Regions from separate parts of the Mus musculus genome. Here all the other regions are linked to region 2. Evidence: chromatin contacts called from public Hi-C and promoter capture Hi-C data. All regions are on one chromosome and are shown on one strand. The core of a region is the stretch at or near the end of the contact, and the rest is flanking DNA. Distances in the headings are between cores, read along the strand shown. Region 1 overlaps D5Ertd615e (DNA segment, Chr 5, ERATO Doi 615, expressed). Region 2 holds the start of Ldb2 (LIM domain binding 2). Region 3 overlaps Gm36017 (a long non-coding RNA gene). Region 4 overlaps Ldb2 (LIM domain binding 2).

What was found. Promoter capture Hi-C pulls out the DNA fragments that hold promoters and counts their contacts. A called contact is a pair of places that touch in the nucleus more often than the background predicts.
Region 1: a contact with region 2 is called in a promoter capture Hi-C map of hippocampal neurons, with 3 times the contacts expected there. The contact joins the enhancer-like site here to the promoter of Ldb2 in region 2. A contact is called at or near these places in 1 of 39 promoter capture datasets (hippocampal neurons), 1 of 484 Hi-C or Micro-C datasets (cerebral cortex) and 3 of 115 datasets of contacts at active chromatin or transcription factors (embryonic forebrain, embryonic limb bud and forebrain).
Region 3: a promoter capture Hi-C map of hippocampal neurons shows a contact between it and region 2, with 2.3 times the contacts expected there. The contact joins the enhancer-like site here to the promoter of Ldb2 in region 2. A contact is called at or near these places in 2 of 39 promoter capture datasets (embryonic stem cells and hippocampal neurons), 3 of 484 Hi-C or Micro-C datasets (cerebral cortex and uterus) and 2 of 115 datasets of contacts at active chromatin or transcription factors (craniofacial prominence and fibro-adipogenic progenitors).
Region 4: a contact with region 2 is called in a Hi-C map of cortical neurons, with 1.6 times the contacts expected there. The contact joins the enhancer-like site here to the promoter of Ldb2 in region 2. A contact is called at or near these places in 2 of 39 promoter capture datasets (cranial neural crest and hippocampal neurons), 2 of 484 Hi-C or Micro-C datasets (cerebral cortex and cortical neurons), 2 of 115 datasets of contacts at active chromatin or transcription factors (embryonic basal ganglia and embryonic midbrain) and 2 of 9 other capture datasets (liver and pancreatic islet).

Annotation. Positions count from the first base shown.
Region 1 is chr5:45,228,615-45,232,974 of GRCm38.p6, reverse strand. All of the region lies in intron 4 of D5Ertd615e (DNA segment, Chr 5, ERATO Doi 615, expressed), which reads left to right. Among named protein-coding and RNA genes, the nearest start is that of Gm46912, 68 kb to the right of the region's middle. Within about 2 kb of position 2,709, at least 9 of the 459 cell types and tissues checked have an H3K27ac peak or open chromatin away from gene starts, as enhancers often do. A contact at or near this core is called in hippocampal neurons, where this site is marked.
Region 2 is chr5:44,796,754-44,801,037 of GRCm38.p6, reverse strand. Ldb2 (LIM domain binding 2) reads left to right here and starts at 1,292. Exons shown (of 8, transcript NM_010698.4): 1 at 1,292-1,676. The coding sequence starts at 1,545.
Region 3 is chr5:44,412,216-44,416,286 of GRCm38.p6, reverse strand. Gm36017 (a long non-coding RNA gene) reads left to right here. Exons shown (of 4, transcript XR_376935.2): 3 at 2,606-2,690; 4 at 3,247-3,555. Among named protein-coding and RNA genes, the nearest start is that of Gm36017, 13 kb to the left of the region's middle. Within about 2 kb of position 1,681, at least 58 of the 459 cell types and tissues checked have an H3K27ac peak or open chromatin away from gene starts, as enhancers often do. A contact at or near this core is called in fibro-adipogenic progenitors and hippocampal neurons, where this site is marked.
Region 4 is chr5:44,535,979-44,540,583 of GRCm38.p6, reverse strand. All of the region lies in intron 3 of Ldb2 (LIM domain binding 2), which reads left to right. Among named protein-coding and RNA genes, the nearest start is that of Gm40297, 110 kb to the right of the region's middle. Within about 2 kb of position 2,368, at least 56 of the 459 cell types and tissues checked have an H3K27ac peak or open chromatin away from gene starts, as enhancers often do. A contact at or near this core is called in cortical neurons, embryonic basal ganglia and hippocampal neurons, where this site is marked.

The sequences.
Region 1 (4,360 bases), core at 1,460-3,959, 430 kb before region 2:
GGTGAGGCAGCTGGGTGCACTGTGTTTGCCATAGGAAGCAGAATGAGATGAATGCTCACACTCAGCTTGCTTTTTCCTTTCTCTGCTTCCCATGACAGCACAGGGTAGTGCCTCCCACATTCAGGACGGGTCTTCCCTCCTCAGTTAAGCCTTTTAGGACACACTCTATGAGATACAACCAAAGGTATGTCTCCTAGGTGATTCCAAATTCAATCATGTTGACAATGAACATTAACCACCACACTATCTATAGTAGGGACTTACAGGGAGGAACGTGACCTTAGAAGGAGAACTTAGAAGTGAAGGCTATGGTCCAGGAATTATGATATGGGCAGAAGAGTGCCAAACACTGGGGACTGAGGATCAGTGCTCTTCACTTCTCTCAGTGGAGTTTCTCAGTGAATTGTTTGTGCCCATGTCTTGGGTCATTGTTAAGGTGACTGGTGAGAAAGAATATATATAGACTTTAAATAGGAGAAAGATTCCATATTCTTATTTATATGTTCATTATGTTTCTTTACTGGAGTAAAATCCTCATGGAGATAAAGACCTTCCTATGGTTTGCTGCCAATGCAGATCTCTATGGCACAGCACAGGGAATCTGGAATCTGTCAGGTAAAGGTGGGCTGAGTACATGGAGGACCATCAGGCTAGACAGATACAGAGGGAAGACCTGGGGGTGGTGCTCAAAGAGCTACCTGATGGATGAAGCCTAGTTACAACATTTAACAAGGCAGCACATGATAATTTTTAAATGATTAAATTATTACGGGAAAAGAAAAGCTTCAATGTTTAAGTATGCAGGAGAGAATGGCGTGGGCCATGGATGTGGGGTGTCGGGTTTCATGAATGGCTTCTGGAGAGATGGAACTTGGGAAAATACCATTTGGCTCATATACTTGATGGTGGATCACCCACACTTCCTAGAGCCATCTGTCCTGATCCCTCCCACTTCCCACTAGAACACCAGGAACATGCAAATATGTGGAATGCTTGCAGCTCCCCACTAGCACCAAATAGAGTGTGGTATTTTTGAATCTCGTTAGGTCCATTCCAGTTTCTGGCCTAGGCATTTCATTTCCCCAGGTTATAGATGCATGTTTGTATATCTTTTCTTTTTTTCAAATAATTTTACTGGTTTTCATCTTTTGTCATTGCTTCATACTGCTACTGGATTTCAGGCATCTGTTTAGTGAATGCAGATGAGAGTATAGCTGGATTTCTACAACTGCACAAAGGATTTGTGAATTCGTGAAAATCAGCGGTGTATTCTAGGAAGTTTTGATCCTTGTAAGCCTTGATCCTGTCCTAGTCAGGGTTTTACTGCTGTGAAGAGACACCATGAGCAAGGCAACTTGTTGTAAGGACAACATTTATTTCAGGCTGGCTTACAGGTTCAGAGGTTCAGTCCATTATCATTAAGATGGGAGCATGGCAGCATCCAGGCAGGCATGGTGCAGGCAGAGCTGAGAGTTCTACATCTTCATCTGAAGGCTGCCAGTGGAAGACTGACTTCCAGGCAGCTAGGAGGAAGGTCTTAAAGCCCACACCTCCAGTGACACACCTACTCCAACAAGGCCATACTTCCTAATAGTGCCACTCCCTGGGCTGAGCACATAGAAATCATCCTAACCTCCTTGGCTGAGTGATGGCTTAGTGCTTTTCGTTTCTCAGGAAGTTATCCATCTAAAAACTGCCTTAGTTACTATGGTGATACTAGTTGCTTAGATGAAATGCTTGACAGGTAGCAACTTCCAGGGGGAAGGGCTTATTCTGGCTCACAGTTTAAGGGGGTACAACCTATCATGATGGGGAAGCATGAGGGTCATCTGGTCACATGCAATTCACAGTTGCCATTCACAGTCAGGAAGCAAGGAGTAAAGAGGCTAGTAAACCTCAGATCCCACCACTCAGTCCCTTCCTTCAGCACAGTTCCACTGCCTAAAGGTTCTATAACCTTCCAGACAGGGCTGCCCATTCATAGCGAGCAGGACATTCCATACTGAAATCACAACAAAGACAAATCAGATGAGGCCACATGATCAGAGAAATCCAGAAATAGGTAATTTGAAAATAATCACTTTGTTCACTTTAGGTATTTATTTATTTATTATTATTTTTTTAGACAGGGTCTCTCTACATAGAAGTGGATATCCTGAACCTCACTGTAGTAGACCAGGCTGGTTTTTGCCTTCATAGAAATTCTCCTGCCTCTGCCTCTTGAGTGCTGAGATTAAAGCATGTGCCACCATGCATGGCAAATGCCTATTTTTATTTTCTTTTTTCTTTTCTTTTTTTTTTTTTTTTTTTTTTTGTAGTTGCAGAGAATGAGTGGAAAAGTTATAAGGAAAATGAGACTTTTTTGATGTACTGTCTATAAAAGACAAGCTTTTTTTGCTTGCATAAATAAATCTGTGGTTTTAAGGAATGAGTGGACATATTAGCTGATGAAGGCAAGCTCCCTTATACCTTTCCTACATCATGCAGGCCATTGTAGGGGTCATGGTGAGCTCAGTGTAGATAAGAAGGCAAGGCAAGAAGTTTCTGGTGTCTGGAAGCTTAGAGTAGGAGAGATGAAGAGCCATGTGGCTTCTTGGGGTGCTAACAAAAACAGCAATGACAAAGTGATCTGGCATCCTCCTTAGCAAGGGGTGCAAGCTGCCTTTCTTGTTCAGTGTTTAACGTTTAATTGGAAGCTATTTTCTGCTCTCTATAAATCTTCTTGGCTGCCTCCCCAACTTCAGCAGGAATCTGCTACCTACAACTGCCTTGTGTCTGTGATAGTGTGGATATCAAATACAGAGGTTTTTTGTGGGAAGGCAGTGACCAGGAAGACAAGGATGCAGCCTTGGAAGTCAGAAACACAAGTGAGGCTGGCTTAGATATGGAAGAGGAAGGAACACTTTCTTCTCAAGAGCAAGTGGGCTATAGGGAGATAGAGCAGGGAAGTGACTTAGCATTTACCTCTCTCCTCCCATTTGGAAACACTCACAGACTTGACGGATTCCCAAGTGTTGAGAGTCTGGTTTATCAAGGAGCATTCTACCCCATACAGGTCTTGTAGATCTGCATGCAACTGTGATGGGAATTCCTTAGGTTTCAGTGTAAGAGAGACAGAAAGCATCCAAGTTATCCACCCTACAGCCCATGTTTCTGTTTCCCCAGAACGTAATGGTCATCACCAGATGCCTCATGTCTCAAAGGTCCCTTCACTTCCTGAATGAGGAATGCCAATCACGTAGGAGTGGGTTAGTTAAATAGAGGGTTGAGTTTTCGTGAACACACTGCTTCCCTTCAGCTGTTGTTGTCATTCTAAAAGGATCACACATCTGTTTTCTGATAGGCTTTACTGCCTAATGGGGCTGGGAGCAATGGTGTGATCAATTCTCTTATCCCACAGTCTCATTTTGGAGCAGACCCTGAGCTCTGACTTGGCTAAGGTCACACATCCAGTAATGATTGGCTTGGATTTAGCTTATAATAAATATCTTCTACAGTTTCCTATTATACTTGAACATGTGTATGTATATAGTAGCTCATTTGAAATTTTTATTTTTTATTTTTTAAAAGCAGTTTTTTTCCTACCTTACAGGTCCTCTGTGTATATACTATGACTTTTGGTTTGGGGTTTGTATGGGATTCCTGAATATGAACACACATGTGTCCCTGCATCTATTGTGTTCCTCGTGTCTTTTTTTCTGTTGGCTCTTATCTTGTTTGGCTGTTTCGTCCTGTTATGATTTGTTTGTTTTTGATTTATCTAATTTTATTATTATTTCTTATTTTCTATTTTGTAACCAGAGACAAAAAAGATCCAGATGAGGGGGCAGACAGGAAGAAACTAGGAGTAGGAGGGGAGAGGAGAAACCATAATCAAAATATATCATATGAAAAAATCTATTTTCAATAAAAGAAAGAAAAACATATGTATGTGCATTCACACATGTGCATTCAAATGTTTAAGTCCAGGTACCCATGGATGCCAGATCAGATACCCTGGAGTCGGAGTTAAAGGTGGTTGTGAGTCACTCCGTGTGGATGCTAGGAACCAAACTTGGATCCTCTACAGGGGTAATACAGAGTCTACCAAGTTGTCCCTCCAGTCAATATTTTTGTTGTGTTTTAAAATGTACATAAACCTTGGAGCTAAAGGGATGGCTTGGTGGTTAAAAGCAGTAGCAGCTCTTTCAGAGAAGCTGGGTTCAGTTCCCAGCACTCACGTGACAGCTAAGAACTATCTGTAGCTCTAGTTCTGGGGAGTCTGATATCCCCTCTGGCCTCAGAGAGTACCAGGCACGCCCTTCATACACAGATACACATTCAGGCAAGGCACTCATACACATAAAATAAGTAATAAATA
Region 2 (4,284 bases), core at 43-2,542:
CCATGACTGGGGCAGAAAGTTAATTAATCTGCTTATTAAAAAGAAGAAATGTCTCATTTGCATGCATTTGCATCCAGGTCTTACATTCCATCTTGTTTTTCTGTGGTCCCTTCCCCCTTCCCCCTTAAAGCCGCTGACTTAGCTAGGTGTGAACTCCTGCACTGAATTTTCTGGGGCTTGGCTTTGTTTAAGTGTCCTGTATATGAGTAAGTGTGGGGCCAATTGGATCTTTCCTAGATTCCCTAATTCTTTGTGGCAACTCTGCCCCCCTCCCCAGGGCTATTTGGGGTTTCTTCTAGTTGTCATGCACCACAATTAAGATTTATAGACTTGGCCACTCTGGGAAGGAAGCAAAGACCTTGTCCCCATCAGAGTTGGGCTTGTTACTTGGGGGGGCAATAAATTCAATTATCTGCAATTTCTTACTCAACTGAATTTTCCATGGACATTTCTATGGGATGCTTTTTCCTTTGCGTTTCATATCTTCCTGAGCAGTCTGCTTTTTGGATCCTTTTCTTGTCTTAGAAATACCTCTTAGAAATAAAAGCCCATTGCCTCTTGGATGGATTTTTAGATGGTTCCACATTCAGGTCTGGGTGATACTGTTTTTACCTGAGACTGTACAGGTAATCTAAATGTAGGCCCCCTAAAACCATCGTCAAAAGCAGGACAACCCCCTTTTGGGAGGTTAGGAAGGGGGCTGGGAATAGGAGTAGTTTGGAAGTCAGGGGGGAGGGGAATGCTAAGATACAGCTCAGCTTCCTATCCGAAGTACAGCAGGTACAGCCAAAACTCTGTTGGGAGATGAGAGCCCGGAGGAATCTTCCAGAGGGAGTGAATCACCAACCCCAAATCAGAGGGACCAGAGTGCCAGTGTTGTTGTGTTTGGGAGTCATCCCATTTCTGATACATTACAACAGTGTGGCTGTCAGGGGCGAGAGGCTTAGGCAGTGGGTGAACCCACCTCTCTGCTAACAAGCTTAGCAATGGGGGGGGGGGGGGGACTAAAACTCAGCCTTAGACTTCTTGTCAGACTAGGAGGAGAATTATATTTTTGAACTAGTCTACAGTGTGGACAGGAAATGACCCCTTCACCAACTGCTTCTTTAAAAACAAGCAGTTGGAGCCTCTAGCTATCCAGCTCTCTCTCTCTCTCTCTCTCTCTCTCTCTCTCTCTCTCTCTCTCTCTCTCTCTCTCTCTCAACTCACTCTCCCCCTTCTCCCTCCCTCCTTCTTCCCTCCCTTCCTCCCTCCCAACCTCCAACCTCCGCTCTCTCCCTCTCAGAGCTCCAGTGCTCCCTCCCCTCCCGCGCTCCCTCCCTCCCTCTCCCTCCTCGTTCCCTCTCCTCTCTCGCTATAGAGGGCTCCCACAGCACTTCCCAGCCAGTGTGCTCAGCCTGCCTGCCTGCCTGCCTCTGTGTGTGTCTGTGTGTGTGTGAGCGTGTGTGCGTGCGTCTACTTTGTACTGTGAAGAACACAGCCCATGTGCTCTGCATGGACGTTCCTGATACTCTATTAAGCTTGATTTTCGACAAGCAGGCAAGATGTCCAGCACACCACATGACCCCTTCTATTCTTCTCCTTTCGGCCCATTTTATAGGAGACATACACCATACATGGTACAGCCAGAGTACCGAATCTATGAGATGAACAAGAGACTGCAGTCTCGTACAGAGGTAAGTTCTTCAACCTTGGCGTGTGTTTGTGGATTTTTTAAAAAAAAACTGTGCATGGGCTTTTCCTGGGGTTCTTAGCTGAATTCTGTGGGAAGTGTCCCACCAGCTACTATCACGTAGGTGGATATAAGCACAGCTGGGTGAACCCTCGAGTTTGAATGCTGGGTTTCCAGCGACAGTAACTCTTGGAGCTGGGGACAGTTTCTGCCGGAATCTTAGTATCTGGAAAGAGACAAGCCACTTGGTTCACATGCCGAGTCTCTAGAAATTCAGGTTTCCCAGAACTCTGATGTTTACAGGCTTAGAGATGGTCGTGTTTGTTGAGATATAGACTGCAAGAGATTTTGTGGATGTTTGCGTCTGTGTTGTGTGTGTAATATCATGTATACATATATTCATATATTTACAAGTTCCAGAGGAAGTCTGGTTTGACCTGAACTTACTTTTTCAAAGTGACTAAAATTGAGGTAAAAGGGACAAGAGAGCAGCCTTGTGTACTTTTCAGAACTCCCTGGAGGTGGGCTCAGGGAAGACACACACGTTTGCCTGTGTTAAATTCAGAGACAGGTTGACTGAGGAAGTGGGGTCCTCTTGTCTCTCTGGTGGTTGTGCCTCCCAAGGCTCTACCTTGGGACAGGAGTTAGCTCCCCATTCAAGCCAGAAGCAGTTGAGTGCATTTGGGATCTCCAGAGAGAGGGAGGCTGAGCCTCTCAGGCAGTGAGCCAGTCCAGGGACTTCTTCAGAACTTTCTAAATGCAAAACTCCAGACTCCTCTTTCACAATTTAAATATTTAATTTTTCTCTGGGCTGCCCGAGTGGCAAAGCACTCTGCTGCCGGGTGCTCATCTGCCTGTAAGGTGGGACTTGGTGTTGAAGTGTTTATTGTAGGTGTGTCTAAGTCTCTTGAAGAAATAGAAGTCTCTGGGAATTGAGTTTTCGCTGCATAGTACAAATGCTCATAGGAGTCATGCCACAGGGGTGTTGGGGGAATAGCGTTGGTAGGTAGTTAGATTGAAGATTGGCTTTTAACTCTGAGAAAGGATTTGATTAAGTTTGCATGATAAAATAAAACACACTTGCTTTGAATTGTCTGCTGAGCCATAGAGAATTCCTGATGTTTAATGTATTGAATAGGGCTAACAAGATGATGTGACCTGTTTTCTGATTGGCTAACTGCTGGACAAGATCTTGTGGGGTTTTGTTTTTGTTTTTGTGTGTTAGTGTGTGTGTTTTAAAGCCTGGCTCTCTTTATCACTGCTATTTTCTTTATATGTTAATGCACCATGGATGTTAAATATAATTGCTGGCACGTCGCCTCTTTCTAGAAGCCAGAAGCTCCTGTAGAGTGTAAACTCTGGTGTTTAGAGTGCTGAGTTCTTGGCAGTAAATAGGATTGTGTGTGTGTGTGTGTGTGTGTTTGTGTGTGTGCATATGCCTGTGGTGTGTGTTGCTTTATATGTGTGTTCTAGCTTGTATCTTCTATTACAATCTTTGTAAGAGTGTGTTGGAATGAATCTTCAGTCCCTGTCTAAGCTATCAGTGGCAGAGGCTGCTTTCAGAACTGGGAAGACTGGGAAGGTTTTAGAGTTGAGGCACCCAGTAATAGTAATAAAATGTTGAACAGAAAAAGGAACCGTCAGAAGGAATCAATAAAATGTTAAAAATTATACAATTAAAAAATCTCTTTGCTAAGTATAATTATTTCTCAATAATAATAATAATAATAATAATAATAATAATAATAATAATAATAGAGACCATAGACTGCAATAGATTAATTCTTGAACACAGGATTGAAAGACAACTTGTATCCTGCTTGCTTGGTAGAAAGTTGTTGAGGTTTTGTGGATGGTGTCTTCCCATCCTCCTGCTGGTTGAAGCAGGGTAGCTATTCTTGGGTTCTGGGTGCCTCTCAACCCTTCCACAACCCTGGGCAGCTAGCTTTGAGCTGGGAGACTTCCCATCCATCCTGGTCTCCATACAAATCCCTAAGATGGAATAGATTACCCACTGGTTCGTGTTTGAGATGTTTGGAAAGTGACCCATTAGGAGTATGCTTTTCCAAAATGACACATTAATCTTTCTTGAGAGCTAAACCCAAGAACTTCTAACTTTTAGAAGATTGCAGGCTAGCTCTGACTGCAGGATTTCACTCTGACCATAGCTGAAGAACCAGGAGAGGCAAGCTTGCTTTGACAAATCTTTGAGTTTTTAATTCGTCCTGACATCAAAGTACTGTGAGCTATTTTTCAGTGTGTTCTGGAACAACCTCCACACATGTACCCTCTTATTAAGTCTTTCAAAAGTAATTATATACATAATTATATCGACACCTTTGTCTCAACACAAGAAATATATTTTCATAACATGTGAAAAAAGGACAGTAATCATTAATTGCTCCTACTGTATGTATAGATTCACATTAAATATTTAAATTTGATAGTAATGTGTACTTAGAGGAGAAACAATAACTTTGCACAAAAAAGTTACAGGTAGCTTTACAAGTGGTGCCTTTAAAAAAATAATAATGCAACCTGAGTAGAAGCTGGTTACAGTCACCATATACTGCAAAACTGACATCTGTTCACATATAACATTGAATAGATTG
Region 3 (4,071 bases), core at 432-2,931, 390 kb after region 2:
CTGGAAGGGCATGTGCGTGTGATGAGGACAAGTCTCTAACATGCCAAAATTGACATACTGAAGTTCTGCTCCATTCGTATTCCCTTAGAAAGGTGAAGCAAGGTTCAGAGCACATCAAACATAAATTAATGATTTTGCTATGAAAATCAAGAAGGAAGAAAACAGCTTTCTGAGTTGTCTAATGATAAGCTTTTCACTTAATGCTTTTGGTATATTGGGTCATGTGAATTAACCCACACCATTTTACTATGTATTTACTACTTTATTTGTGTGTATACATGAGCTATTTATGTACATATGTGTATATGTATTCACATGTGTGTGAGTACGTGAGTGGGAGAAATGTGTAAGTGTGTACATGTGTGTACGTGTGTGTGTGTGCATGTGTGTGTAGAGAGAGAGAGAGAGGCTCAACAATGATGTTGTGTCTCCCTCAATTGCTCTCGTATTTACGGAGGCAGGGTCTCTTGTTGATTGGGAGCTCACCAATTCCTTCTAGTCTAGCTAGCCATTTTGCCCTGGGATCACCTTTCTCTGCCTCCCAAATGTTGGGGTTACAGTCCATCACCACACCTGACTGGCATCCGTGTGAGTTCTGGGAATCCGAACCCTGGTCTTCATGCTTGTGTGGTAAGCACTTTACCCACTTTCCTATCTTCCCAGCCTCTCAAAGTACCTTAAATATACACTGACTATACAATGGTCATGTGCCAGGCTAAGCTGGCCCTGGAAGCAATGCACAAGGATATTGTGGAAGGATGGGTAGGAAACAGTGCACAAGGATGTTGCTACAATCATTCCAGCTAGGTCTTCCAGTCCAGTGACTCTAATAATATTGCAACACTTACTTAACTAAGAGAGCAAGTTAGTATCAGTGTGTGAAATAATCAGAGAGAGGGAAGGAACTATGGAGAAAGAGAGCTTGGGGGAGAGGAGAAAGGGTAGGACCCGGGAGAGAAAGAAGGAAGGAATACAAGATCTACTCCACTATAATGTAGGGGTCAGAAACAACTAGCAGAAGCACCCTCAAATATTTCTAGTTCTAGTGTACTGGATTATTAAAGATTGCCCTTATCAGTATCCCATCCAATCTTCCGATGGACCCTAGGAAGGAGGAAATGTGTGAGTTGTCCTGTTGTGTTTTAAACATGAGCTCTGGGGTCACAAAGTAAACATGTAACACTCTCTCAGTTGCTCAAGCAAGCCATGTAATACCTCATGCCTAAGTTGTTGTTGTTGTTGTTGTTGTTGTTGTTGTTGCTGTTGTTGTTGTTGTTGTTGTTTAGAGGGTTTATTTTGTAAGGTTGAGGTAAGTTAATGTCTGCACAGTGCTTGTACTGGGTTTGACACACAGTAAATCAGCTATTATAAAATGTTTATTCTCATGGATGCTCTTAACAGTGAACAGATTTCCCATGCCTTCTGATCCATAAATCAGGACACGTGTGCACATTTGCAGAATCACTTTGAAACTCTGCACAGTAAGATTCCCCAAGCAGAATTGGACCAAAACAAGGCCACAAAGGAGTCAACAGAGCAGAAAACAGCCAGGAAGGGCTGGACTGGAAGGGTGGAACTCAGCTGGGAAAGCGGGTTTTGAGCAAATACACATTGTACTAATCAGCAGCATCTCGTGGGATGTTCTCCCTGCGTCGTTTCTCTGAAATGCAAGAATCTCCATTCTAGGCTGGGCGCCAGGTTTTCCATCCCCGGGCCTGATGAGCAAGTGTTCCCTTCTCCCGGGCCATTGACAGAGAAAATGGAGCCAAGATTCTATTTTAGCCCAACTGCTCCACACTTACAGAAATGTGTTTGGATAGTTCACAAAGAACACACCTCTTTTGCTCCCACCAAGAGGTTGTGGGAACTCCGGGGTTCTCTTTCTGCTGTTCACCTCTGTCTTCTGTAAAATGGAAAACCAGGTTCATCTCCCCCACGCCTCAGTACCCTTTCAATGTACGAAGTCTAAGAGACTATGGACATTTAAACAGAATGAAAGCCTTTTGGTGAGTGTGGAGATCAGATCATACTGCCATTTCTGAATCACGAGTGGTGATTGTCAAGTGGACTGGACTGCAACTGCTGATTTGTGTTGGTGTTTTGCTAGAGGACTGGATTGCTGACAATGCAGATGGGAATAGCCCCAAAGAACTATTTCTAAACAGATCCACAACTCCCATTTCCTATTAGCCTTCCTTTTCCACTACCTCTGGTGGGTGGCAGGCTGGGTGGGAGGTTGAAGCATTTAAGAACCCTTAGTAAAGTAGGTTTTCAAAACTCTAAGCCTAAAGGCAATCAATCCCAGACTCCTACAGCTGACTTCCCTGCACAGACAGACTAGAACCTGAACCTGAGAGATAAAATAAAGCCTTTCTAGCCTCAGTTATTATTATTTTTTGTCATGGTATTTTATCATGGCAAAAATGGGGGTTTGAATGAGAATGGTTCATGTGTTTTAACACTTGGTTCCCATTTGGTAAATGCTTATAAAATTAAGAGGTATAACCTACTGAAGCAAATGTGTCACTTTTGAGACTTCAAAAATGTTTTGGGATTTCCAATGCTTTCTCTCTCTCTGTCTCTCCCCCTCCCTCCTTTGCTGTAGATTAAGATGTGTGATCTCAGTTCCTCCTTTACCCTGCCGGCATGGACTCTAAGCCTCTGACACCATAACCCAAGCGTACTCTTTTGTAAGTTTCCTTGGAAACCGTGTTTTATTACAGCAACAGGAATGAACTAATAAAGCAACAGAAACTAAATTAGGACACTGGACCCCTTTTCCTCCTCGCCCACATGACATCAGCTTTCCTCATTTCTCCAGCTCTAATTGTTTTCTGTTCTCCCACCTTAGTTCTTTTGTAAAAGATAAATGTATTTGGGGTGGGGAGTGGTGTATACCATGTGTGCATGGGTGCCTATGGAGGCCAGAAGAGGGCATAGGGTTCCCTGGAATGAGAGTTATAGAGTGGTTATGAGCCACCTACAATGCAAACAGCAACTGCCATTGGCTGCTGAGGCATTTTTATAAGGGCCTTGTCATTTGCTTCTTTTCTGATATGTAGGGAAGAGAGGCCCCTTGGTATTGCAAACTTTATATGCCCCAGTACAGGGGAATGCCAGAGCCGAGAAGCGGGAGTGGGTGGGGAGGGGAGGAGGGCGGGGGGAGGGTATAGGGAACTTTTGGGATAGCATTTGAAATGTATATAAAGAAAATATCTAATAAAAAAAAGCATATTTCCCCAATAGACTGAGGTCGACTTCAAGACTCCACTTCTTCATAGTCCCATCATTTTCATCCTGAGTGCAGATCTTTACCACATGTGCCTTTGTAGAACACTGAAGATTCAGCTACAGTAATGCTAAAATATGCTGTCTCATACCTAGATTGACCTGTATCCCAAATGTTCACACTCTGCTATATTCTTACTCAAATCTATACCTTTATTTTATCAATGTATTTTCATTGTTCATAATAAAATTTACTCCTGAAGCTTATCCTGTACTGCACAGTACTTATGCAATCACAGCCCTAGCCTTGCAAGTGTGTACTTTAATACACATGGAAATAAATATACAATTATTACAATGGGAATACACACATGCCTCTACTGCTTAGGATCAACTGGTTCACTATGATGTGCATAAACCACATCTAAGGGCCTGTGATACTATAGATATGTACTTACCATAGAGGAGCTCTGACTCTTGAAGCAGGAAGGGAGAGGTTATACTCCCTGAGTGAGCAGAAGATGTAGTGAAAGATGCTCCTGATAATGGGGGAGAACATAGGGAGGCATACATTCAAAGGTTTGTAAGTACACATGAGCCTGGCTAATCCTTGGAGAGGAGTAGGTGTGTACTCACAGCATGTTAGTTCATTCAGTAAGTAAAGATGTTTGTGTTTCACTGTTTGTTTGTTTGTTTGTTTGTATATGTTGTTGTTCTGCTTCATTGAGACAGGGTCTTTAGCCCTAACTGTCCTCAAACTTAAAGGATTCCTCCAGGAATTTATTCTCCTGGTTGACAGGGTTACAGGCTTGACTTCCATCCCCAGAAGTTTGTCTGTATTTG
Region 4 (4,605 bases), core at 1,119-3,618, 260 kb after region 2:
TAGCATTCTGACTTTGACAGTAGGCGTTTTTAATGTGGCAAGAGCTAGGGGTTTTCTCTGCCTTATAGTTAACCAGAGTGGAAAGGACTCTGTCAGAGAACTGCATTGTAAGAATGCTGAAGTCCATCCAAGGAAGAAAGTTTTGCTTATGGAAGGAAATGTCCTATGGGATGAAGGCTTAATTTGCCTATGACATAGAAGATAGAGGACATTTTCATAATCGTGCAGATAAGATGCATACATATCTCCTTCCCTTCCATGGTTACAAAGTCTCAGTAGTGCAGGAAAAGCCTCTCTCTCTCTCTCTCTCTCTCTCTCTCTCTCTCTCTCTCTCTCTCTCTCTCTCTCTGATGTCAATTCTTTTAGCTGATTCAAATAAAATATGTCACCTCCTTATGCTTTAAGAGAAACAACGCATGTTAATTAAATAAAACTTTTCCATCATTCAGAAACTATGCTCAATGTCTGCAGCCATTGAAAAATTTCAGAAGCATTTTGTGTCAGCCTTTTTATAGGTTTAGTCAGTATCTTTCTTTCTAGGGTCAGGCCCAAACCCACAAGAGAGCAAGGTGAGTTGATCTGAGGGGATGTAATGGAACATTTTAGACTTGTGCTAGACCACACCCCACCTCACTTTTCTGAGGAATCCACAAGGCATGAAGTGCTTTTCTCATCTTAGTTAAGACACAGAGGTTTGCTTCTTGGCTTCATTTTATCTGGAATGTTCCCTCTGCTCCCCAGTGTGCTGTTTGTTTGTTTGTTTGTTTGTTTGTTTGTTTGTTATGTGTGTATGTTTTGGTTTTCTTTCTTTCTTTCCAGGAAAACAAGGCAATCACTAGAAAGAGCTGAACATAGCTCCCTTGGCTCTGAGAGCATCAATTATTTGGACCACCTATGTCATTTTGCTCCAAGGCAGAATGGACTATTTGCCTACTCCTGTAATAAATATTTCAATACTCTGATGAAAAATATCTCTTTCTAGGACATGTAGTTTCATTATAGCGACTTAATCCAGATGCTAATTATGCACATTTATTTTTAGGAAATTTGATAGGATTCGAAGGATTCATTTTTCTTCTCTCTCTCTCTCTCCCTCTGCCTGTCCCTCCCTCCCTCCTTCCACCCTTGATGTTCACTATGCTACTCTAATTTCCTTCTGTTCTTATGTTAATTAAAAATAACTTAGCCTTGTGTAATCAAACACTATGGCTATTTTAAACAAAAAGTAAGCTTCCTGGTGCCACAAAGAAAGAGAATTGTAAAACCTGAGCTGGCATTCTGGTCCTACTCCTGGAGGATTTTTAGCACATTATGTGTCTGCAGCTTACATTGTTCTAATTTAGACGACCACTAAACTGTTTCTCCCCAAATAGCATTTGACCCAATGGCTCTGAGTTGCTTTTATGAAAATTTGGTCAACTAGCGAATCGGAAATCAGCCACATTCCTAATCAACAGAGATATTAAATATCCCTCAGGGGTATAGTGAGCATTTTGCAATTTCCTGATACCAGGAACATTATAGATTAAGGATAAATATGTAATTAGAATTTTTAAATGCACATAATAAAGCCTTTCTTTTATGTTTTCAATTTCAAATCAAATAGAAAAACAAGGCTTAATAATCAGAAGAGCATGCCGGGAGAGTTTCAGAGTCAAAGCCCCTTGAGTTATTGTCAAGGATGTGAACATGTGAACATCGGGAGATCCTGAGAGAGCCACTGTAAATGTAAATTCTTGGCTTTTGCAAAGTAAAACAATAGGTACAACCCCTGTTGGATACCTGCATCACTTCTGCAAACATGAGTTTTTGGATTTTTTTTCTCTTCTCAGTTATTTATCATGAAATCATTTACTCCTGAGACAAATATAACCTGGAAGCACATTAACTAAGTGTCCTCTAAGTGAACACTTCTCACTTGATTTTCTTCACAGTTGTTTCCCATTCTGACTTTTCCCTGTGTATCACACTACAATCTAAAATTTCTTATGTCAAAGATCATATCCCCCTAATTAAGTATTATGTCCCCCAAATAAAATTTACATATGTGATATCTCTAGGTAAAATTCAGAGAGCTTTTTAGAATTTAGATAGTATTCTAAATTCTCTATTAGACTCACGCTGTTGTTCATATATAAAGATACAAAACTAAATATTCCCACCTATTAAAAAATATACACATTGCTCTATGAGAGCTGTTGAATCATAGGACAGTGTGATCAGTATTACTTCATTAGCTAGAGAGAGAGAAGGGTTAAAAAGCTACCGGGTAGTTGGAGAAATGTTCTTTTTTACTTTTCTCATTCCTGGCCGAGTCTCAAGCTAGCACGTGATCAACTGAATGCCTGCCAGCCTCTTTCTTGTTGATCCTCCGGAGACCATCTGTGCTGGGGGCATTGATTAGAGTGTGTCTGCTGGGATTACATCTTTTCTGTTGCCATGCCAACTAATCAGCTGATTTTGGTTACCACAGAAACAAAATGTCAGAGCTCACAGTACGGTAACATGAATTCAGCACAACAGAAAATGTTTTCTTAATTGGGGACCCTTTTTGATTTTTGGATTCCAACAGAAAAGCAGGATATTTTTTTCCTTTAAAGACCAACTTTAGATAAAAGCTGCATTAACTCTATTGATTAATAAGAATCTACAGATATTTTTTGAAGTGAGAAAACATTACTTTTACTTTATTAGCTATGCTTATTTTTTTATATTTCCTAACAAAGGAGACATACACTCTTCCATATGTACCTCTGTTATGGTTCTTGGTGGTTGCATAGAAAACAAACCACAAAGCTTTGGATTTCATTTAGCTTCCATTAGAGAAGGGGAGTCTCCCGGAGTCTTGGGATAATGCTATATGTATAATCATTTGGGAGGGGGGAAGAACACCGACCAAAATTCTCTTGCATCTTTCATTTTTGGATATCATTTAACTTACTTTAAAAAAAAAATCTGTTGTAGTCAACTGGGAAACAGTTCTAAGAATTCCCATTTTATACATAGTACTCCCTGGATACAGTGAGCCCATTTGACTCCAAAGGGAGCCCGTGACTTGTGGCAATTTTCCATTTTGTTGGCCTGACGCGGTTTGTCTGTAAGAGAAGTCCCAACCAGTTTGCTATGACAGAGTGAAGGAAGGAAGCACCTAACCTTGGCCCTGCAGATGCTCCCACTGAGCAGACTTCAGAAGGATTACACACTTTCCCTCTCATCATAAAACTTGGATCTAGCTGAAGCAGACCAGAGCCTTTTTCTACCCTGATCCTGTGGTTTACAGACAGAAAACAAATAGATGATAATAGCAGCAGCAGCAGCAAGAACAACAATAATAGTAACAATAAATGACCCTGATATTAAACCAGGCTAATATATTTGTTTAACTATCTAATAATCCCATCTCTTAAAAAAATAAAGAAAATATTATAGCCTATGGATATGTTTTTCCCATAGATAGTTTACTTGTGACCCTCCCTTCTGTGAAAGTTGTCACTGCAGGTGACTTGTATGAAATTAACACCCTGAAGTGGAGGTAGGGATTTGGTTTAATCTGCATGATACTTCTTTGAGAACCTTGGTAAATTAATTCCAGTGCTCGAGATGTGTTTGGGAGAATGGTTTGGGGACATTGGCGACATCTGCCTTTCTACTCACTAACACTCATAGCTAAGCTGCCAGAAACCATGCTCAGCAGACAACCCCTCTCAGAGTTTTAGGGCATGGAGCCCACATGTCCAAACTTACTCAGAAGTTCTGCTAATTGCTTCTGAGGTTGAGGTCTTCACCCAGATTATCAATAATTATCTCATTACATCCAACAGATCTTTGATAAAATGAAGATGGCAAGTGTACTTTTTTTCAGCAGAGCCTGATTAAGCCTTCTATACTGATTCTTCCCCACAACTTCTGAAATGTCTCATCAGAGTACATGGAACGCCCCCGACCATTGCCTGTGACAGTTAGAACTTCCCAAATGGCATAGTTTGTATTCTCCCAAGAGGAGAATCATTAACCACATCTCAGGATAACTTGATGTAAGCTGTTAACCACTATCTTCCTGGACTACAGCTTTACAGATTAGCCTTTACACATTCTTTCAGAAGTTTGCATATCTGTGTTAACTAGGAAATCTTTCTCCCAGAAAGTCTGAGCAAAGACTCAGCATAGTAAAAAGGAGAAAACGTATGGAGTCTAAAGGCCAAAGCCCCTGTCATTCCCAGAGATATTTCTTGTGATCTGCATCTCAACACAAACATCATGGTGACCTTTTTTGGATTCTCTCTTCTCCTAGGTTCTGTTTGTTTTATCTGCTCAGCTATATCTGCCTGCCCCGTTCTTCTTGGGCTAGGCACACTAGACAGCATTCTCTTTGCAGAATACACTTGGTGGTGTGGGGCCATACTCGATTTCCCTCAAGTTCCAGAATAAGTACAAAGTATGGTCAGAATTCAAATCTTGTATCCTCTGTTTTCAAAGCCTCCAAGCATTCTTGTACTGCTCCCTCAAAGCAAACATAACTAACTAGTTGTAACTAACTAGTTGAACTAACTAGTTCTAACTGTTGATGTCATTACCCGCTCACTGTCCTTTAGTTGAAAAAAGGAT